Regions from separate parts of the Strix aluco genome. Here region 1 is linked to region 2. A link is a contact called in public Hi-C data. All regions are on one chromosome and are shown on one strand. Each heading gives the region's core, a stretch centred on a gene start, on an enhancer-like site or on the middle of the called end of the contact. The rest is flanking DNA. Distances are from core to core; before and after follow the strand shown. Region 1 holds the start of CTDSPL (CTD small phosphatase like). Region 2 holds the start of GARS1 (glycyl-tRNA synthetase 1).

What was found. A called contact is a pair of places that touch in the nucleus more often than the background predicts.
Region 1: a Hi-C map of heart shows a contact between it and region 2, with 5 times the contacts expected there. The contact joins the promoter of CTDSPL here to the promoter of GARS1 in region 2. A contact is called at or near these places in 2 of 2 Hi-C or Micro-C datasets (brain and heart).

Annotation. Positions count from the first base shown.
Region 1 is chr1:108,738,084-108,743,405 of bStrAlu1.hap1, forward strand. CTDSPL (CTD small phosphatase like) reads left to right here and starts at 1,949. Exons shown (of 7, transcript XM_074830705.1): 1 at 1,949-2,306. The coding sequence starts at 2,231.
Region 2 is chr1:108,588,364-108,593,612 of bStrAlu1.hap1, forward strand. GARS1 (glycyl-tRNA synthetase 1) reads right to left here and starts at 3,451. Exons shown (of 17, transcript XM_074830674.1): 1 at 3,242-3,451. The coding sequence starts at 3,412.

The sequences.
Region 1 (5,322 bases), core at 699-3,198, 150 kb after region 2:
GCTGCTTGCTGTTACTGGAATTAAACACAACGGTCATTTCTGCAACCTAGCTTGGCAGTTGAAATACTGTGGTTTTGCTACTGTTAAGTAAAACTGTTCAGAGCTATATACACATTTTTATATATGTATTTTAAAAATACACACAGGGAGTGGCTTTCTCTTTTAAGGCAAAAAAAAGATTGTTGTAACCAATAATACTAAAATTTATATTGCCTGGGTCTATGCCAGCTACAGCAGGATTTTCCCCAATTAGTTAATGGAATTTAAAAGGAGATCTCTCCTTTTTGTAACAAGGTTGCAATAGCACTTGTATATACATTAGATTTTTTTTTTTCTAGGAGAGAAAGGAGGCTGTAATTCCTTATTTGCATTCAATACACCATCATGCTTTCTTAAAGGTTTTCTCTTGATTTTACACTCTGACAGCCCTATAAAAGAGCCATTATCCTGGGTGAGCTCGCCCACCTACCTTCCCCACCATCATGCCCATGACCCTAGCCAACAGCAAGCACTTGAGAAGGGCAGGAGGAGCAAGGCACACACACTGCGGTCTGTCTCCTGATGCACCAGCAAACAGCAGCACCGGGAATTCCTGGAGAGTCAGACATGCTTTTCAAGATGCTCTAGGAAAAAAATAAAAAGTATTTTCTCTGAAAGAATCTGCCAAGACTGCCCTTGGTACTTTCTAGTTACACACTCACCTCTGAAAAACACCTCATAGCCACTTGTAAAAATATTTCACTCCCCACATCTCCTCCTCAGACAATTTAGACCTGTTCCCGAAGGAAACCAGCTCCCACTCAGCCCAGCAAGGACACGGTACAAACTGGGGGGCTGAGATGAAACGGCGCACAAACCCCTTTCCCGCCTCCCGAAGGCCTCACAGCTCCCACGGCCCCTTCAAATGAGCGCTGGCCCCGCCCCGCAGCCCCGCCCCGCCCCCGGCGCCGCCCCCTCCTCGCGGCAGAGAGGAAAAAAAGCCTTTTGTACGCAACAACAATAGCCGCCCCCCGCGCCCCGCCCCGACGCCCCCAGCGCGCCGTCCCCGCAGGCGCCTCGCCACGCCCCCCGGTGTGGCCACGCCCCTCGCCGGGGACCCGCCCCCCGTGGCCCCGCCCTCTTGTTTACCGCGCAGCGGGGCCCGGGCGCTGCCCGCTCCCCGCCTCCATGTTGGAGCGTCCCGCGGCGCGGGGGCGGGGCGGGGCGGGGCGCGGGCCGCGCCGGGCGGGCTGACAGGCTGCGAGCGCGGCGGCGGCGGTGGCGGGCTGTGGCGCAGCGCGGGGAGCGCGGCCGGGGCGCGCGGCGCGGCTCGGCCCCTTTCCCCTCCCTTCCTCCCCTTGCACCGCGCTTCGCTCCGCGCCCGCGCACGGCGGCGGCCCGTGACCCGGGAAAGGGGGGAGGAGGAGGAGGAAGAAGAGGAGGAGGAGGAGGAGGAGGAGGAGGAGGGGGGAGGAGGAGGAGGAGGAGGAGGAGGAGGGGGAGGAGGGGGCGGCCCGGCGTCGCTCCGCTGAGCCCGCAGCGCTGCCCGCGGGAAGGGGGGTGGGGGGGAGGGAGGGCCGGGGCGGAGGTGTGAGGGGGGGCCGGGGCCGGGGAGGGGGGGGCGCGGGGATGAGATAAGCGCTGAGGAGGAGGGCGGCGGCGGCGGCGGCGCGGGGGGGTATGTAGGGAGCGGGGGGCTGTACCGGGGGACGCGCTCGGGGGAGGCCCCGCGGGGCGGCTCAGGTGGATGCGGGGGGCGGTGTGAGGCGGGGGCTGGCCGCGGGGGGAGGTGCGGCGCGGAGGGCCGGGGGCACTTCCCCCGCCTCGGGAGGCGGCGGCGGCTCCGGCGGGGGCTCGGGGGGAACGTTGCGGAGGGCTTCCCGGAAGGGTGAATTGGATTAATTACTAGGTTTTTTTAAGGGGGGGGTTGATTCACCTCCCCCCCCCCCCCCCCTCCCCTTCCCCCCCCCCCTCCCCCCCCCCCCCCCCCGGCCTCCGTGGAGAATTGGCGCCTGGAGGAGGCGGCGGTGGCAGCGCTACCGGAGGGGCCCCTGTGCGCCGTGCTCCCCCCTTCCCCCCCCTCCCCCCGCTTGGCTTCGCTCCTGGAGGAGTTGTGGTTTTTTGTTGGTTTTTTTCTTTCTTTTTTAAATACAAATCTGCATATTGATTTTTAAACAAACAAACAAATCCCCCCCGCACACAAGCCTGCCTCTGGGAGGGAAATAGCCAGGTAGAATCTCACTCTGTTTCCATGGACAACCCGTCCATTATCACCCAGGTGACTAACCCCAAAGAGGAGGAGATCCTGTCCTGCACTCAGGATAAAGGTGAGCTGCCTTCTCTCTTTCTTCATGTTTGTGTTTGGTTTTTTTTTTTCTGGAAATCACTGCTTAAAAATGCATGTAGTAACAACTTGCATTCTTCAGCGACCGTATAATCGTCTCTCTAGGCTGCTGGGAATAGAGGAGGGCTTGTTGGGTTTGGGTTTTTTTTTTGTGGGATGAAAATATTTGCATGAAGGTCTCTGAAACTGCTTGCTGGATACAGCTGAGAACTTGTTACAGCATTTAAATATTGACTTTAATCAGCAGTTATTTAAATAAAATACTCTTGCTTCTTGAGGGTCGATGAGGTAACTTTGTAAGGTGGTCACTTTGCAGTTAGTACCCTGCTTCAGGGAGGGGATGCCCGTGCTGTGTGTGTTGGAAGGTTTTGAAGTCTCTGCTGTAAAGTTTTCAAAATTTTTTCTCCAAATTTTTTGCAAGGAAAGGTTTCCTGATTACTCTCTGCTTTTCTGTATTTCTTCATGCCTGACATTTAAGAATCTGTAGCTTTCAGGTTTGTTGTTGGAGCATACTTGTGCGTCTCGGAAAGAAACATGGGCTACTTTTAAAAGCGGGCTCTATTATACTCTGGAGATAAGTAATTGTTGCTGTGCATAAGCCATCACACTTGTTACATTTTACTCCAAAATAAGACGAATCTAGCCTGGCCAGAGGAGCTGCTTCTCCTCAAAAGTCTAGGTGTTGACGATTGCCCTTAACCTCGTTTACTTTTGGAAGCTCAGAGGGATCTTGGGCTCTAAGTGGTTGTGTCCTTGCAGCTGGCGATGACAAAGGTACTGGTAAGTGGCAGGGTTCAAGTTCTGGGGGAGTTGTGTGTGATTCTTACAGATTTTGGAAGTTATTTGGATGTCGAGTTTATGCCTTGTACAGGCAGTGCCGATAGAAAGGGGAGAACGGACAGAAATTAAAAATGAAGTGTGTGGCGATGATGCCTAGTAGGTATGGTAACAGACCTCTGAGTGGTCTTCAGAAAATGGTAGATGGATGTATCTCCCCCTAAAATTGATGCCTTTAGTATCCAGAAAGCTTCCATTTTTGTGTGGCTCATCTTGTATCATTGGAGAAGTTGCTCCCTGTTACTTTCGAATGAGAGGCTATACGTGAAATCTCTGTCATCTCACTGGTGCTGACTGCAGAAGTGTGGAGGTAGAGTTAAAAAACAAGACATCACGTGGGGGGTGTTTGCACGAAAAATTATTTTGTTCAGTATAGGAGTGCTCACCTAACTCACTCCCATCACTTGTGAAGCGATACTTGCACCATGAGGCCTTGTTTGTCTCTGAAGTTTTCTGATGTTTTCTTATGTTTTGGTAATGTTGAGCATGGGGTATCTACAGTAAGTTGCTGTTGCTCTGCCTATGATGTCTCCTAAGACCTGGGTTGGAGTAGACTTACGTGATACCGTGCTCAGATGTTGTTGGGGTCTTAATGGCCTATATAATTGTACATACTGGAAGAGCTTCATTAATATTGTTAGGAGCTGGTTGAAATTTTAGTGTGTAAAAGCCAGTTGGGACAAGTAGAGGAAAATTCAACAGTTCAAAATAAGAGTAAGCATCCACATCAAATAATTGTCTTCAGACTCTTTGGTACAGTGAGCTACGCTGTGTAGCGAAAATATGCATATAACTTGCATAACTGTGCAGTAACTTGCATAATGTGCATTGTGTCCTTGCTATTGGTTTGTCTTTGGCAGAAAGTCGCGATGGTCTTAATTGCATAGCAGGGACTTTTCAGGCTGCGTGTTAGCGAGTGTGGACTGGGGAGAGTGAAAGGAGGGTAGTTGGAGTTTGAGACAAGAGGAAACTTCAGCATGATCTTAATACAGGACTTGGATTAATGTTTTTTCTGTATTTTTTTTAAAATGTGGTTAAAGTGCATGCTTTGGATCGACTATGTGCTCTGTGGTGAGACTCTCAAATCGCGCCAGAGCAACTTTTGCAGAAAGAGAATTGCAGGTCTGTCCGTCCTCGGCTCTGGGAGGAGAGTGCTGCTTGCTCCTACCTCTTCCACTACAGGTTTTCCCACTGCTTGAGGTACAGAGCTTGTGAAAACCCGTCGTGCAACCAACCTTCCTTGCGTGGTTGCATATCGCGTCACCCAATTTTCTGTTAGATTTCTTAACAGTTTTAGCAAAGCCTTTAGGTCCGGTGAGTTATGAGAGAGCCTGAAGCTGAGATGGTGAATACAGATAGGTTCTTAGTGGGAGGCTGGTGTTTCCAGTGAGTCTTCACTGCTAATTCCAGTTGAACTGAATGTATTGGTACAAAATGGCTAACAAATATGTTAAGGCATAATGAATTAACTCTTTATTTAAAGAGTACAAGAATCACCTGAGCCTATCTTCTGAAATTTTTAATACAGTGAATTACAACAGCACAGTACTGTGTGAGCGAAGGCTGTCCAGTTTAATGAAAACCTGCTTTTTCCTCCAAGTTTAGCATTTGTCTGCAGAAATATGTTCCAGGGTACTAAGTGGCATGTAGTGGCTCTGGGAGTCAGGGTTTTCTTAGGGTTTTGGGGACCTTCTGTTGGTGTTTCCCGTGGAAAAAAACCAATTTTTTCTTCTTGTTAAGCTGCAGCGAAGCAGTTTTACAGTAGCTGAGCAACTGCTAAATAATGCATGTGTATACCTTCAAGTGTTTGATTTTTTTCCAAGATTTTTTTGAAGCTTTTAATCAGCCATGAGTCCGTCGTGTAGCTTGATTTATTTTTTTAAAATGTATTTCTGTTTTAAAAGGAGCTTGATGTGCAGTCTGTGCTCATGCCCAATTTCTCTTCTGCAGGGGAGTGTGATTGGCAAGAAACAGAGCCATTCTCTGGTTGTGGGTCAGTTAGGTTTTTAGGTAAATAATGTGCTTTACGAATAAAAATACCCAGATGTTTTCTTGCTAATTCGGATATATTAAAAATCAGCTTTTGGGATAAGTGAAGCTGTGAAAACTTGTAACACAGGAGCTTATTAATACTAAGATGGAACTGTCCACATTTATTTTTA
Region 2 (5,249 bases), core at 2,201-4,700:
CTTTTCTTCAAAATTTATGTCCATTTTGGACTTCTCTTCCTCTATCATATCTGTTCAAAACTGACAAGTACACAAATTTTTAGAAGAAGGTCTCACAGAAGACAGACTTTTTTAACCTAATGTCAAAGCAAAGGAGGCATTGCATTATCTGTAAAAACTGTTACTGTTTTTAAAACTTGTCCAGTAACTTTGGGAAAGAAGAGAGCTTAAAAAAAAAATTTAAAACACACCAAAAAAACCACAAAGCCTAAATATTTCAGTGCAGCAAAACCCTGGAGTGGGCTTACACTGAGGTCTTGACCTGAGTCAAACCACCATCACCTTGTTATGGTTCCACAGAGGTCTCTTTGCCCTGTGGAGACGATTCTCCCCTTTCATCCCAGGGAAGTGCTCAACCCCTAAATACCCAACAGCATGCTTTTCCGAACATCATCTTCAGTTGTCATGACCAACTTGCTCCTGGAGATAAGTTAATTAAAAGTCTTCCTTTCAGCTCACTCTTCTCCAGTCAAAACCAAGGTCTATCTTGAATTACTGAGGAGGACAAAGGAGCTGACCCAGGAGGAAAAAGCATGAAGATGTCAATGCCTTCTCAAGTGGGATGTTCTAAGAATGGGAAGCTCTAAATTCATAATTTTTCTTGCATCTTGCACTTCTCCATTGAACAAAAAGAAAAAAAAAGAAAACAATCCAAAGATGTTACATTTCCACAATACCAGCTTCTTCATAAATTCTGAGCTTTTCTGACATTAATATTACAGGTAACTGAGAAACCAAAGAGAAGAGAATAAACAGATTGCCATTCAGTAATCAGATTAGAAAAGCTAAAAGTACTTCAGAGACTAAGGGGTTCAAAGGCTAATTTTATTAATAAAAGGAGGAAGACTGCATTAAAACAAACACACACAAAGAAAGAAAAATCAGATCCTGTCAGGCTTGCTAACTACGTCAGCTACAAGAACAGAATAAACCTGCTGTTTCCTTCCTTTGTTATACCTTTCCTTTCTTTGTTATACCAAAATGAAAGTTTCACTTTAGGGCTAAGGACCTCAACTGCCATTCCTGGGTAACGTGGCAGAGGGAGGGATCTGATCTGTTGTTTTTTTTCTTTTAAAGTAGTAAGTCCAAATTGCCTTTGTTGAGCTAGGGGGTCGGCAGTGGAAAAACATCAAGGCAGCAGCAAAGCAGCTATACTGCTGACTCAACAGAGCTATCACCCTGCTCACTGCTGAGCATCTAAAAGCAGCACACAGCAACTCTTTGTCCTGATCTAGAAGTAAAAGAGTACTCAGACATACGCAAGGAGAAAAAAAAAAAAAAAAAAAAAAAACAACAAACACAACCGAAGAAAATAATTATGTTTGCTGACAGGACTCAATCTAATTAAAGCTACGATCTTGAGCCCAACCCAGAGGAGGAGTGCACAGCAGCACTCGATGTGGCAAATTTTGCTGCAGCTTTGTCCCACAGACCAGTAAAGCAGAGAGGGATCCACCCCTGGATCACGGCAGCTTATTGCATCAGGCACTGCTGCAGGAAGATACGCTGCTCACTTTCCTCTCCGTAGGTTTACAGCCCCTTAGGTTTACTTAAGCCGCCTCTCCACGCGCTGATACACAGGGTCCCCTGCATCATAAGGTATCAACTACCGCAATCTTCGTTACTACCTCCTTTTCCTCTTGTGCAAACATGACAGCGAATTACTACTGTCAGCTGTCCAATACAATATCCGTGGTCCCAGCTACACAAATTTACCCACAAACCTCTCTCCTTGGTGCCCCACACTCCTCTTTCAATCCCACAGGCAGCCAGAAAGAAGGGGTGCATTGATACTTTAAAGGCAAATGACAGCACCCAAGATACAGGATTTTAAAATAAATAAATTGGCTAGTTTTAGGGATCATCACCTTATTTATAAGAACCTCTCTCGCCAAGGTATTATGATGTACAGTGATTCATAATAAAAACTCATTGAAGTGCTGGTATAATTAGAGGGCCATAAATCCACTCATTTAATGGGCAAACACACGCACAGATCTATGAATACATGGGACACACACGTAGCTATGTGTGCAGCTAAGCAGAAGGCTATGGATTCAACCACTTAAAGGAGGTGTGTGGGGAACCCACAGGCATAGGTCTGGCTGCTAAAGCAGGGAGGAAGGGGAAGTCCCATGTGCTGCGATGAAGCACCATGAATGTACACAGCAAGGGTACCCGAGATCAAGATTCACTTAGGAAATAAAAAGGCAACGAAATCCTTCTCAGGTAATAAGGAAGCTAAGGATAATAGCTTCATCTGAGGGAGATGGAAAGAGAAGGCGATGCAGTCCCAGCTAACAGGAGACAGCTACATACCTGGACAAATAAGAATGATGAAATGGAGAACGTGCAAAGGAATTAATATCCCTTACTGCATCAGGCAAATATGCAACTGTAAAGATATCGTTTACCTCCAAAACCCGACACAAACTCAGCTCTAAAGGGAAGTCACCATGTGACCCCATGAGATGAGGAAACTATGCAGGCTGTTTTATGAAGAAAACGTGAAGAGCCAGCTACGGGGCCCTAAAAGCACGACAAAGTCGGCCCCAGCTTGCACACAGAAGACACATCGAGCCCAGGAGAGGAAAGCCGGGTAGCCTGACGCACAGACCCTGTTCTGCAAGCCCGCTCTAACACACACCATCGCTACCGGGAAGGGAAAGAAAGGGCTGTCTACGGGAAACCTCCACACCCGCGCACTCCCCGCCAGCCCGCTCCTCCGGGGCTGAGCGACACCCACCGAGAGGGGACACCCGCAGGCCCCGCGCTCGGCGGCTGCGCCAAGGGGAACCGACGCTCCGGGCAGACCCCGCCGGGACCCCCCCACCGCGGGCTCAGCGCCGAAGCCCGCCGGGCTCCGCAGCGCCCCGGAGCGCGGAAGTGGCGGGGCGCACGCAGGGCCCCGGGGGGAAACACCGCGCGCTCCCCGCAGCACACCCCACGCAAGCCGGCAGGGCTCGGTGGGAGGACGGGGGGCACCTCCCCACAGACCCGAACTGAGGCACCGGCCGGCCGACGCGGGCCCGGAGCGGCGGGCGGCTCTGCCACGCACCCGACCCCCTCCGCGAGACCCCCGTCCCCTGGCCGGGACCCACCCCCCGCTCAGGCGAGTCCTCCCCGGCGGGCGTCCCCCCCTCGGGCGCCACCCGCCTCAGCGGGACTCCCCTCAGCCGGGGTGTCCCCCCCCGCCGCTTACCTGGTGCCGCACCGCCTGCCGGAGGGGCGCGAGCAGCGCCTCGGCTTGCGGGCCGTCCATGGGGGTCGCGGCCAGGCCGGGCCGGGAGCGGAGCGGGGCGACGGGCGAGCAGGCGAGGCGGCGCAGGCGGCGCAGCAGGGCAGGCAGGGCGCTACGGGGCGGCAGCGGCATGGAGAGGCGCGGCGCTCCGCCCTGCCCTACCCCCCCCTCCCACCCCGCATGATGAAATCCCGCCCGGCGTAAAGCCGGCCCGCGCCCCGCCGCCGCACTTTCCGCACGGGCAGCGGCCGCCGACAGGCCGGCGGCGCCCGCCCCGCCCCGCCGCAGATTCGGCACAGCGGCGGCGGCGGCGGGCCGGCAGGGGGCGCGCGGCAGCGCCCGCCTCACCCCACGGCGCCGCCACCCCGCGCCTCCGGGCCGGGCTGCGCCTGCGCGGGAGTGCCGCGCGCTTGCCGCGGGGAGGCGCCGCTGCCCCTGGGGTGAGCGTGGCGCGGGGGCCATGCCCGCCCCCCCCGCCCCTTTCCTCCGGTGACACCCCTCCGGGTGACGCTCGTCGCCCCCAGCAGTGTAGATGCCGCCGTGGGGTGGGGGCGCACCCCCCGGACACCCCCCGCGCCCCTGGCCGCACCGCGGGGGCTCTGTCCCCCCGGCACCCACCCAGGGCACCGCGGCGCGGTGTCCCCTTATCCCAGAGCCACGTCCCCGCGCGTGCCCCCCGCCGTGGGGCCGGGAAGCGCCGGGAAGCGGCGGGGGGGTTGGTGGGGGGAAGGAAGTGTTATTTTTTCAATCAGCTGCAGCATTTGAGCTCCAAAAGCTTTGTAGGTTTTGGGCTCGGCGGTGTTTTGCTTTTCACTGATCCACGGTCTTCCGTGCGCTGCTGGGGACTGCGCCGGGCTGGGCCGCACCCCGCGGCCCGACCCCCCGGGCTGGGCTTAGGGCCGCAGGCAGGAGGCCAAATCCCGCTTCCCTCTGCCGACACGAGTGTGGTGGGTCTTCCCCTGGGAGGAAGGACAACCCCATGTCAGAAAGAAGAGCCGTGACGAACACCGGTGCCACAGGAGAACTTCGAATCCCTGGGAATTAAAGCCCTCCATGAAGGAGAATCTAAACACCGTCGACATAAAATTTAAGACCGATTCTAAAAAAACGCGCTTCCCACACACGCTTTCCCCATTGCTGCCATCCTCCTCCCCATCTCCCCTTCGCCCCCTCCCGCTGCCTGGGACCGGGAGCATCGGTGCTAATGTGATTTTGGCATAATTGGAGTATTCAGGCTGCTATTTTGTACCTGTCTGTTTATTTGAGAGACAGCCTCAACCTCGTAATGAATGCATCTGAATATTTATCCGCTTGTTCTGAATGGTATATTTGTATTTCAAATGCTTAATTGTTATTTTTATTTAGCTGCAAATTGCTGTTTTTATTTCGCCGACGTACCTACTTGGAAACCCCTCTAGCGTGAGGTTTACACTGAGCTTTTCTCTTTTCCTGATTAGTTTTTTTAATTAATCCAATGCTGATAAGAGCATAAGGACTCTGCAGCCCCCTTCTAACTTGTCATGGCTATCTAAGATGTGAAGATGGTAGAATCAGCCCCAGAAAAATCTGGCTCGAGTGGAGTAATGGGGAGAGGGCAAACCAGCTGGGACTGTGGGGGAAACATGGGCAGGACCCAGGGAGACAGGAAACCCCAGTGACCGGGAGCAACTTTGTTCTCCTGTGCTGAACCTGGAGGAACAGGTAGCAGTGCTTCTCCAAAATGCCTTTTTTTAACCCCTCCTAGAAGATTTCCTCTGATCCTCAGTGGCCGAGCATGCTTAGTCCCCAGGGCAGCACCCCTCAGCCCTCCATCAGGAGGATGCAGATGGGCCAGGCTGGTGCCTTAAGCGTTTTTCCCTCAATAAAATCCCGCCTTGCACAACACTGCTGAACACCAGCAACGTCTCTCCTTGCAGATGAAACAAGTCAGGGACTGGTTCCCAGTGCCGTGGCCGGCTGGTACAGGAGA